2 separate regions of the Drosophila melanogaster genome follow, and region 2 is linked to region 1. A link is a contact called in public Hi-C data. All regions are on one chromosome and are shown on one strand. The core of a region is the stretch at or near the end of the contact, and the rest is flanking DNA. Distances in the headings are between cores, read along the strand shown. Region 1 holds the start of Rcc1 (Regulator of chromosome condensation 1). Region 2 holds the start of Vps8 (Vacuolar protein sorting 8).

Evidence for each region. Hi-C and Micro-C count contacts between places; a contact is called where the count stands out from the background.
Region 2: a Hi-C map of the Kc167 cell line shows a contact between it and region 1, with 1.7 times the contacts expected there. The contact joins the promoter of Vps8 here to the promoter of Rcc1 in region 1. A contact is called at or near these places in 2 of 107 Hi-C or Micro-C datasets (both in the Kc167 cell line).

What each region holds. Positions count from the first base shown.
Region 1 is chr3L:5,930,574-5,936,047 of dm6, forward strand. Rcc1 (Regulator of chromosome condensation 1) reads right to left here and starts at 2,200. Exons shown (of 3, transcript NM_079219.3): 1 at 1,833-2,200; 2 at 1,045-1,744; 3 at 1-985. The coding sequence starts at 1,708. The coding sequence ends at 6. It overlaps Egfrap (EGFR adaptor protein), which reads right to left. Exons shown (of 6, transcript NM_001038902.3): 4 at 3,832-4,120; 5 at 3,481-3,761; 6 at 2,463-3,418. The coding sequence ends at 3,197.
Region 2 is chr3L:6,492,814-6,498,287 of dm6, forward strand. It overlaps Vps8 (Vacuolar protein sorting 8), which reads right to left and starts at 2,484. Exons shown (of 4, transcript NM_139791.3): 1 at 2,276-2,484; 2 at 901-2,208; 3 at 1-841. The coding sequence starts at 2,377. It overlaps sfl (sulfateless), which reads left to right and starts at 2,867. Exons shown (of 7, transcript NM_079222.5): 1 at 2,867-3,668.

The sequences.
Region 1 (5,474 bases), core at 950-3,449:
CAATCTTATGTCTTTTTACCGCCCCGCTTGGCAGCAGGCTTCTTGGCCTTCTTGGGAGTCGGTTCCTGAGCAGACTCCTCTTCGACCTCCTCGGCGGCATCATCCTGCGGCGGCGTCTTAATCTTTTTGCTGCTGGTTGACGCCTTCGCCGGCAAGTTTTCCTTCTGCTCCTGCTTATCTACATTCTCGGCTTCCTTGTCGGCATTATCCTGCGGCGGCGTCTTGTTCTTTTTGCTGCTGGTTGACGCCTTCGCCGGCAAGTTTTCCTTCTGCTCCTGCTTATCTACATTCTCGGCTTCCTTGTCGACATTATCCTGCGGCGGGGTCTTGTCCTTTTTACTGATGCTGCTGCTGCCAGACACCTTCACTGGAACATTCTCCTTCTGGTCCTGTTTGTCCGCTTTGACCAAAAAGATTGCGTGCTGACCACCGCCAGATGCGAGCAGCATGTGCTTCCCCTGCGTGTTCTTGCTGACAACCACGATCGGTTCGAGCTCATCATCGCCGTCGCCAACGCCTAGTTGATTGTTGACACCGGAGCCCCAGGAATACAGTTTGCCATCAATTGTAACGGCATAGGAACAGACTTCGCCACATCCAACGGACACAATCTTTTCGGTCAGCTTCTTTACAATCGTTGGCTTCTCCACAACATCCTTGACATCGCCCAGACCAAGCCGACCGTACTCCGGACGACCCACTACGGAACACTTAAGGTCCGTTGTCAGGATGACAGTATGGTGCTGACCGCCGGCAATATGTCGGATATCTTTGAGTTCCGTCTTGATGGGCGTCAGTGCGAACTCCTTGCCCTTTGTCTCGTGGGCCAGCTGCTTGAAGTTGTTAAGCCCTGTGGCCCAGATGACCTGTGTCTGTGACTCGCGCATGAATGTGCAGTAGTTGGTGGCCCAGATGGCCTCAAAAGGTTTGGCCCGCGTGATGATGAGCTGGGTGGGCCGCAGCAAGTCGCGTTTGCCACGACGACCTGGGGGTTAACATTTTTTTAATACGAATTTCGTTGAAAATTTGAATGCCAAGACTTACCCTCTCCGGAGATGGAACGCTCCGACAGCCGGCCGAGTTGTCCCTGCTCAGCGCAGCCCACGGTAAAGACCTTTCCGGCAGTGGTCAGGATGACCAAATGATCGGCGCCGGACGCGATGCTACAACAGACAGTGCCCTCCATCAGATCGATGGGCGTACGCTTGTTACCATCGATGGTGAGGCCCATGTTGCCATGAGAGTCCCGGAACGAGCCCCAAGCGAAGACACGGCCATCCTCCAGCAGACAAGCGGAATGCGAGTCTCCCGCCGAAATGCACAGAGCCTTGCCGGGCAAATCGATAAGATCCGGCTTTGACTCGCTGCCATCCTCGCTGGTGTCACGGCCTAGAGCACCTTCGTCATTGCAACCGAATGAGTAAATGTCCCCTGACTTGGTCAGCACCAGGTTGTGCATGCCACCGGCGGATATGTCCACGGCATCCGGGATGCCCGCCACAGGGCTGAGACGCTTGCGCTCCAGTATGTCCTCGCCGAGACCAAGTTGGCCCACATCGCCGTTGCCGCAGACTAGCACGTTGCCGAGCACGGTCCTCCGCTTGGGCAGCTCCAGATGAAAAGCGATTCTGGCGCGCTTCGCCTTCGGTGGCTGCTGCTCCGCTTCGCCGGCATTGTTGTTATTAGTCAGGGCCTTTCTGCGCGGCATTTTAGCTTGTATTTTCACAATTTTTTGTCACCGAAACTGGAAATAGTGCGTTTGTGTGTGTGTGTAAGAAATATATATAAGGTTAGGGACGCCGGTGATGCAGCTTAGTTCTGCTCACACTCACAATGGAAATAATGCCGGTCTCTGGTTCAGCGGGAGTTCCACGTTGTCTAGATGGTGTTGCTACGGCGGTTTGGAGGCGAGTGAAAACACCAAATGCAAGCGAATCCCAATGCGACCTACCTGGGTCGAAGAAAATGCGCGGGAAGCGGCGGCAGCTGGCCTTCAGGGTACAGTGTTGCGGGCTTGGCGAATTCCCCGCCGCATCTGGCTATTAGCGAGGTCACACTCCAATTTCAGGGTCGCTTCTGCGCCTATTGACCAATTGTTAGTACATCTTTGTTATCTTTGCACTGTTCCTAATTGCAAATAATAAAACAAAGCCTGCTATAACCCACAGTTTATTTATTTCGAGATATTGATAACTTTTAGAATGGAGCGTAGCGTGAACTCAAACTATGACAGTTGGTTAACAGTTCTCTAGCGAGTTTGCGAGCCGATTGCCGACCGATTCTATCGAAAGAGCTATCGATAATGTGCGGGAAATTTAAACTTTCCTTACCCACTCACATTATTTCAAAACAAATTTGTTGTTAAATATTATAAAATGTTCTACCTTTAAGCCAATGCTTCATTTTCAACGTGATTGTATGTATATTGCATGCTATAGATCAGAAAATAAACAATACTATTTGAAAAGGTTTTCCATTAACTTTATTACAAAATACATAGAGTTACAATATAATTGGTTATTCATTTACTTCCCATATAAGTCTATCTAGCCACTGCACCGCAAAGTGAGTGCATCAAATACAAAAAGAATCCACTTTGCCCATTCCGCATCCGCACTCCAAATCCCGGCAGCCGACCCTCGATTTCCCTACCCAAACATTAACATTTAATCCGACTGCCCCCATTCAGATATGTATAGTACGTCTGTCTGATGCATCTGCCACTCAGCACTAGCCGTACAAAACGAGCAGAATTGATAAAAACGCGAAAAATAATAATCACTTGATGTCTGTTTGCGTATACATATTGCATGTTTTTGCCATTTTTTAATCAGTTTCGCAAAAATGATTTGAGCGTATTCCCTATATTTGTGTATGCAAACACGCCCCTGCGAAACCACAGCCATCGCAGCCGCCCACGTAGCTGATTTTATTATCAATTTTAATAAAAAATGTTTGTGCACTTTTTGCAGCACCTGTCGGACAGGTGGGCCTTTGCCGGCCCGAGTACACATGGACATGGACCCTATTTATTGGTAGCCACGTCAACCGTCGTCAGCACAGCCAATTACGCAAATTAAACAGATTGTTATCCTGTCGCGACAGAGGACACAGGACGCAGGACAATGTGACAAGCTGGGCAGCTTAATTCAATCAACGTGACATAATTACTTAATTAATTAAGAGCGCCCAGCGGTCACACATTCAAATCGGCCATCATTTTGCGAAAGTCGTTCAGCGAGCCATACATCTCGAAGTCCGCTCCCCCGTTTCCGGTTCCGCCTGCGTAGGCGCCCTGCGATCGTTGCGATCGGGTACTAGGTGGGCGTGGCAGGGTCAGCGGCACGGGCAACAGTTCCGGCATCACCGAGTGGTGCGTGATCAGCGCCTTCAGCGAACTGAACTCCTTGGTGAAGCCCTAAAATGGTAAATACCATCATAATATATAATAAATATTATATATAATGTGCTCGGACTTACCTTTATCTTGTAGCCCCTTTGCGTCCGCAGGATCAGATAGTGGGCCACTCGTGGTGAAGGTGGTGGCACTCGCAGCGAGAGGGCGAAACATCCCGGCTTTGTGCTGCTCTGGCGCACTAGAAACGCACCTGGACTCTGTCGGGACAGGGCCTCCAGGGATATTTCCCTGGGAATGCCCGCTTGAAACCAGGCGGCTCCCTTAAGCTCCTGCTGCTCGGCTAGGCTGAGATTATCCAGGCGCAGGGCACTGTGGCCGGGAAACAATTTCGGACTGGAGTTGGCTGATAATTACACGGAAGTAAGGTAACCTTAGCCAACCATTTCATATCTGTGACATAAGAGTCTACCTACCGCTGCACGTCTCTCTCAGATACTTTTTGCTGGCGGCGGGCAGCTCCACCTGCAGCCGCTGGGTGGCACTCTCCAGTGCGGACAGTGACTGGCGGCAGGAGTCGCCGAACTTGCTGGCCACGTACTTGTCCGGCTCGCAGATGGCCTCGTTCACATAGCCATCGGAGATGGTCTGAGTGGATCCACAGCCGGATCCGGAGGTCAGCGAGGAGCCGCAGGTGCTGTGCATCAGGGGGCGGCTGTCCTCGGTTCCCCGCAGCAGTCCAATGCCCATGGTCAGGCGTTTCACCTGTGAAGGGATAGGAGTGCACAGAAAGTAATTATAAGTATTAATACATTCCCATTATTACATTCCCATTGTTTAGTATGCAGTTATTTTTGAATTGTTATGCAACTTAAGTAAAGTGTGATGTAATATTAATAACATTTACTACTTTTTGTTTTCAGTGCATCCATTGCTAGTGGTACGATTTGCATGTTGCATGTTGTCTGCCAATTTGGCAAAGTTTTTGCATTGCTATAATGGCGATTTCGGGACAACTCTCGCCTGACCGTCAGTATCGGTGCAGGTGTGTATTCATTCAGGGATTTGTGGCGCCACCCCCCACAGCTTAACCCCTGCTCCGGCTTCCGCCCGGAAAATCCAACAAACATCAAACACACTTTAGCTCTCACGGCCAGAACCACAACAACGTCGTGCCACACACTTCCAATTCCCCCCCCCCCCCCACCACACCACACAGAAAACAACCGAGATTGATGTGTAAAATTTTTGGTTACCAATAAAATGTTAAACAGCGCTTGCCACGCCCCCTTGGCCACAGTACGCCCACTATGGCAACCACTGGCTTTTGCGGCAAATTACTTTGAAATGAGTTCGAGCCCCGAACGAAAAGTTTGTGCTACTGCCTTTGGGTTTTCATTTTGCAGCTTTTAAATCGTTTCCCATTGCGTTGCGTAATTAGCAGTCTAAGCGTAAATTGGACTTGCTTATTTTGGTCTTAACTTGCGATAATTATGTTGATTTTATGGAGATGAGTGCCGATTTACTTGGCCAGTATGCGGCCAGTTAAATTGAGGATTTTCGCTCGATTCAGGCTCGTTGCTTCAATTGCAGCTAATTAAATTGGCGCATCGACGGCACTTGGCACTGTCGTTAAGTATGCAATCAGAGCATCGTGCCAACCTAATGCCCCCATTATGCTAATGGCAATCGGAAGGGAACAGCAGCGCATTATGCAATGCAAAACGCGAAGGACTCGAGCTCCAGAAGTGCCACAGCAAAATCCCGAACGTAAAGAATGCAGATGGGGCGGAGGCGGGCTGGACTTTTCCAAGGTATTTTCCCAGACAATGGCACAATAGACGTGTCTAAGCAGCATTCGCAGCAGCGATGCTCCCATCTGCCATTTGATTTTCTTGCATTTTCTCCTTGCCTTGTTATCTGTTCGAAACTTTTGCACGTTGCCTACTTTCAGGCGGCGCCAGAGAAAAGTTGCTCCATTGTCCTGTTGGCAAGGATTCCTTTCCACGTCCTTTCCCTAGGCCTAAAAACACGTGGCTGTCGGTTGCATTTGGCGCTGTTGCTGCGATTTATGTGTCATAAAGTCAGTAAGTTAACGCCATTTGCCTGCCATTTGCCA
Region 2 (5,474 bases), core at 1,234-3,733, 560 kb after region 1:
ACATGATTTCCAGTAGCAGATTGATAATCCTCTTGCGATGCGAGATTCCCAGCTCGTTGCTAAACTCTCGTTCCTGAAACGCCAGCGATATAACGTTTAGGGTTTCCCGAGTATCGAACTTGAGGAGAGCTCTAAGATAGGGATAGGGCAGTTCATCGCCGGCATTCTCCTTGGAATGCTGGGAGGTCAGGCAACGCAGGACATCGTGCTTGACTTGATGCACCAGCTCCACGGGAATTTCTCCGCTGGGATATTCTCTTCCAGCCAGACAACTAGAAACGTAGACCAGCAGGCAGTTGCCCAAATCCGTCTCATCTGGGGTCACCAATGGAAGGAGCTCCGTGAGCGCCGCCGTATAGTCATTCAAAGCTTGGGTGTTGAGGTAGATTTGAGCCCTAAACAGACGATGCTTCTTCACAGCCTTAAGCACCTGGTTGAGATCCAGGCACATCCAATCCAGTTTGAGGATAAGCTGTTCAAGTTTGGCAGGGGAGTGTTCCAGCCAGTAATCCACCAAAGCTTGGGATATCACTGGATTAACACTATGTATCGTTTCCTTTTCTATATGCTCGGAAATGTGCTGTAAGAAAAGTTCAGTGCTGCTGTTGTGTAACTTTTCCCACAGCTGTGTCCACAGAAGATCCAGTTCACCCACGGTGATCAAGCAGTTAACAATGGCGCCGAGACAATACTCTGGTGCCCGGGCGGAATTGGCGATATATTCCTTAAAAAGCATGATGATACGCTCCTTGGCTTGAGCACGTTTCCTCGGGCGATCCACAGAGGCAATGTAGCCATCAAGTGCCAGTTGGCAGGCTTCCTGCCATCGATGGTGTTTTACCTAGAAACGATAAAGTTGAGGCTTTGATTTTCCATTTAAATCCACAGTTTTGATCTTACCAGGAAGCTTATTCTCTCTGACCAAGTTCTAACTCCAATTATATGCAGGGACCTGGCGCCTAAAACGTACAACTGGGTTCCTCTTGAAACCACTGAGTTATAACAGGCATTTGAGCCGGCTAAAGCGAAGGCAGGTGACACATTTCCGCCAGTGGCTAGTCCTTTAAACTGCGCTGATCCGTAGACCAGTCCTGCGTTGGCCATATCCATACATTCTAGTTCCTTACTGGATCGCACATCCACAAGATGAAGTATTTCCGCCGTGTCCAATGAGGCAACACACTTTGGTCCCAGCCAGTGAGCGGAGAGGAGACTCCCCTGCAGCTGGACATGTCGAAGGTATAAAAGCGTTATTCGTCCGTTCGAGACAAACAGTTGGTGAAAGAATAATTGATTCCCGCGGCCCACGACAATCACGGGGTCCACGGAGCGGGAAGTATCTGCCGCTTGAATGAGTACTAAATGCCAGGCGAGGAGAGGTAAGCAATCAGGAGGTCCCTGAAGCACGTGGTATTTGATGACCCTTAATCTTGGTCGGACAGTGACGATAAAATACTTGGATAACGTTGCCAGAGCCACAATGCAGTACTGATCCAATTCATGGCGTCCTTGGGAGTCCATTATTAGAGGTTCCACGGCGCAGACCTCTCCGCGAGCGCCGGAGAAGAGGCATCTCGATTGGCAGCCACGGATGCCCAGCTTCCGGGTGAAACTAAGAGACCACACCGATCCGCCGGCATCGGCACACAAGGCCAGTGATGATCTCGAGGTCCACTTGACATGCAGTACGCCGGTGTTTGGGGTTATGACGTCGAACAGCTCACGGAGAACATCACCCGTATGAGTGTCCAGCATGGCAACCAATCCCCTAGAAAAACCAGCCAAAAGTCGCGTTGAATCCGCATTGAAAGCCAAACTGGCCACCGCACCCTGACCATGCTTGTCCTGATGGGCCCACCTAAGGGTTTGGGTTACATCGAAGTTCAAAATGTGTCCATGCGATGTTCCGATGGCTATGAATGCGGCCACGGCACAGGAACTGGCTGCTCCGGCATTGACACGTTCCGCCGCTGAGGAAAGTTGTGCCGAGATGCCGTGTAGGAGGGTGTACCTCATTATGGATCCTCCACCACCTCTGCCGTCTGTTCTGATCGTGGAATCCTCACCAATCGAGGGCGTGGGCGTGGCATGGGGCACCGGCATTCCAAACTCGGAGGCCACATCCGAATCCGCCTCAAATTCACTGAGCACCGCCTCCAAAGTAGGCAGCACATCGGTGGGCGGTATTGCAAACTCGGCATCATCAAGCTATAATTGGATGAATCAAGATAAAGTGTTATCTAGGCCATTCCATTTTCGGGTAATCCCAACTCACATCTTCGAAGTCCAGCTGCAGGGATTCGGCCAGTAGGCTGTCTGTGGATCCTCGCTCCGATTCCAGCAGAGATTGCAGCGACGGGGCCTTAAGCTCCGACATGCTCCCGGTTCTTTCAATCCTGATCCCTCCCCCAAACTAATAATTTTAAGTGATTTTGTTTTTATCAATGAGTTTCTACGCCCATCAAAGGACTGCCCACTCGTTTGCATAACAGATGTCTTTCGGTTGCTTATCGGTTTCTGTTATCGATGATTTTATATAAAAACTTAATTTAATTGGACAAATAACAGAGGTAAAGATAAATTTTAAATTCTGAGGAAGGCGTATATTTGTTTTTGTTCCTTTAAGAAGCAGGAATTTTAAATTATTCATTTAGAAATAAGCTTATAACTGGAAACAGTCTACAACTTAATGGGAGTATAAAATTTAATGTTAAGTTCAACAAAGTTAAAAATTTAATATCGAAAATTTAAAAACTTATCGAGTGAGAGGACCAATCGACTACTCGACTTAGCAAACATCGAAATATCGCAGGTTGGACCTCACATCGCCATCTGTTCCATCGCTAGTTCATCTTTGTTTTCATCGCGTTCGGTTCAGTGCAGCGGACGATTTTGCTGCTCGCGAGGCCAGCAGATATTAATTAAAATGCAATAAAGTGTGTTCCGAGCCATTTGAATAATCGCGTAACCAAAAACAATGCGCGGCGCACTAGATTATTAATCGGATTCGCTTATCTGCCAGTTGCAGCAGCCCGTGATTGCGGGCCAAGAGCAAAACGCGAGTGGAAATTTCGATTATTGTATTGTTTGTTGCCATGCATAAGACACTTGTGCAAAATGGGCATTAGCAGACACTAACGAATAGTACTAAACAATGGCGCAGTGATTGGGACACGAAATATAAATAAAATATTTGTTTATTTGAGCGTGCGGCGCTTTGCCAAATTAATCGCTCTCTTTCTGGCATTTCCACTCTCTTCTTTACGCGCCTTTCATTCAGTCGCGCGTATGTGTGCGGGTGTGCGTGCGTGTGTGTATGAGCCAGTGACGTAAACAAATGCACAAAAGCGAATGAGTGCAAGAATTTGAAAAATGCGATTGTCGATTCACGTGCCAAAAAAAAGTAACAACAAACGGGAGCAGCAGGCAGAGAACAACTCAGGCAGCAACAAATTGACATAACGTTATTGTTTTCGGTCCTCTGTTTTGTGCACCGCATTCGCTGTATTTTCACCAGCTCAGCTGTGCAATTTCGCCTTGGTGTTGGTGAGCGCAACACGTTTGTGTTCGAGTGGGAGAGATACATAGCAAGAGAGCTAACGTAAACTCCTCTGCCAGCGTCGCTGCTGAAGTCGGCGTCGGCAGCGTGCGTCATTGATGTGCGACAGGTAAGAAGACGCCGCGCTCCAAATATACCCAATTTCCCAAATTACCATAGTTAATTACTTACATAGACGAATATGAAACCAAAACTTATCAATTAGGCGGCAGGGCGGCACCTTTCGCAGGTAATTTTCCCAAACGCACACATTCCTACATACGTAAATAAAGCTCTCATGCAGCTTCGTTTACGTTTTTCGAGATAAGGCAAACGAGTTAATGACACTCGCGGAGCAAAGCATTCTTGCACACGCTGCGTCTCCTCTTTCTCGCTCCCTCCTCTTCCCATTCCGACTTCCCTCGCACCCCCTCTTGACGCGTTCATCACGCTCTTGGCCCCAACTTGTCGATCGGAAATCGCTGGACATTGTTTGTTGGTCTGGTCGCCGCCAGTCGCGCTAGTCGCCAATCGCCCGTCGCGCTAGTTTTTCCACATTTGTCATACACTAACCATAACGAAGGAGTTACCTGGATTTCTGGCTCAAAGGGTACCGAATATTTATAATGGGTTCCTTGGAAAGGTTAATATATTTCTCGGGTCTTTCAGTAAAAGGGATCTCAACCCGAAAATCATTATATTTGTTCTTAAAATAAAGCAGTTTTTTATTTTCCGTAAACTGATATACTGAAAGAGAATTGAAAAACGGCTTAATATATTCATTTATTCATTCATTTAACCTAGTAATATTTTTAAAAGCATTCATATTTATGGCTCACAGCAGATTTCTGTTTATGATTGTCATTTAAGATACTTTATCTCGGATCCAATAACACTTGCAATGCAGATTTGTTTTATTTTGTACTATATGAAACATCGTTTACCCTTAAGAATTTTAATTTGACTTTAAGTGTTCCTTGATGAGTTTTATAAGATAAGATTATTCACTATACTTTTCTAGCCATTTTGGTGCGTTTATTGAACTTAAACGCAGACAAATAAATTTCTGTATAACGTTAAGGTTGTTATTTAAAAGTTGTTGTAGGTGCCATCGAATACATTCAGATTAAATAGACCGGAATAAGGCGATAAGCTCATTTGTCATAATGCCTTATCATTATACATAAATTATTAGACTACGAAACTAACGAACGAACAGCCATTTATTTACTTGATTTCGGGATTAAAAACCAGGCATGTATTTGAATCAATTGAAATTTAATGGGAATTTCGAATGGGTTCTTGAACCAAATAAGATTTCTCGAGAGAGCATACCATATTTGTGGGGCCTTCTCTTGCCCCTAATCGTTTGTGTTTATTATTGTTGACCATGCGCTTTTTGTTCCTTTTTCCCCCTTAGGTTTCAGGTTCTGGCCTTTTATTTTCCGCTCGCTCTGTGTGTTTGTCGTTCATGGTCACAAAATTTATTGGTCAACATTTTATCTTGGCCCCGGCACCCACGTCGACTCCTTTTCCAGCTTTGCAACTTGTTTGCTTCTCGGTCCACCTATTTCTTTCTTCGTTTTTTTTTTTTTTTTTTGTCTTGGCCATTCTCTGGACGGCCGGCCGGCCGCCCACATGGAAATTTAACGCTTCAACACGTTCGGATTTTTCCCAAAAAGAAATCGGAGGAAGCAGCGAATAAAAAAAATATTCGAGAGCACGGCGCTCAAAACAAATATTTTCAAGATAAGTTATGGGCATATAGCTTGGGTTCAGTTTCTCCAGCTATGAAATGTTTAATGGGAAATGGGAAATATCTTAATTTTTATAAACTTGGCGGCGCACATAAATTATCGGTGCGGAATTATTGCGGCTTTCATGGTTTTTCTTTTTTTTTCCCCGCTGCCTTTTTTTTTTCGTTTGTCTGGCGCAT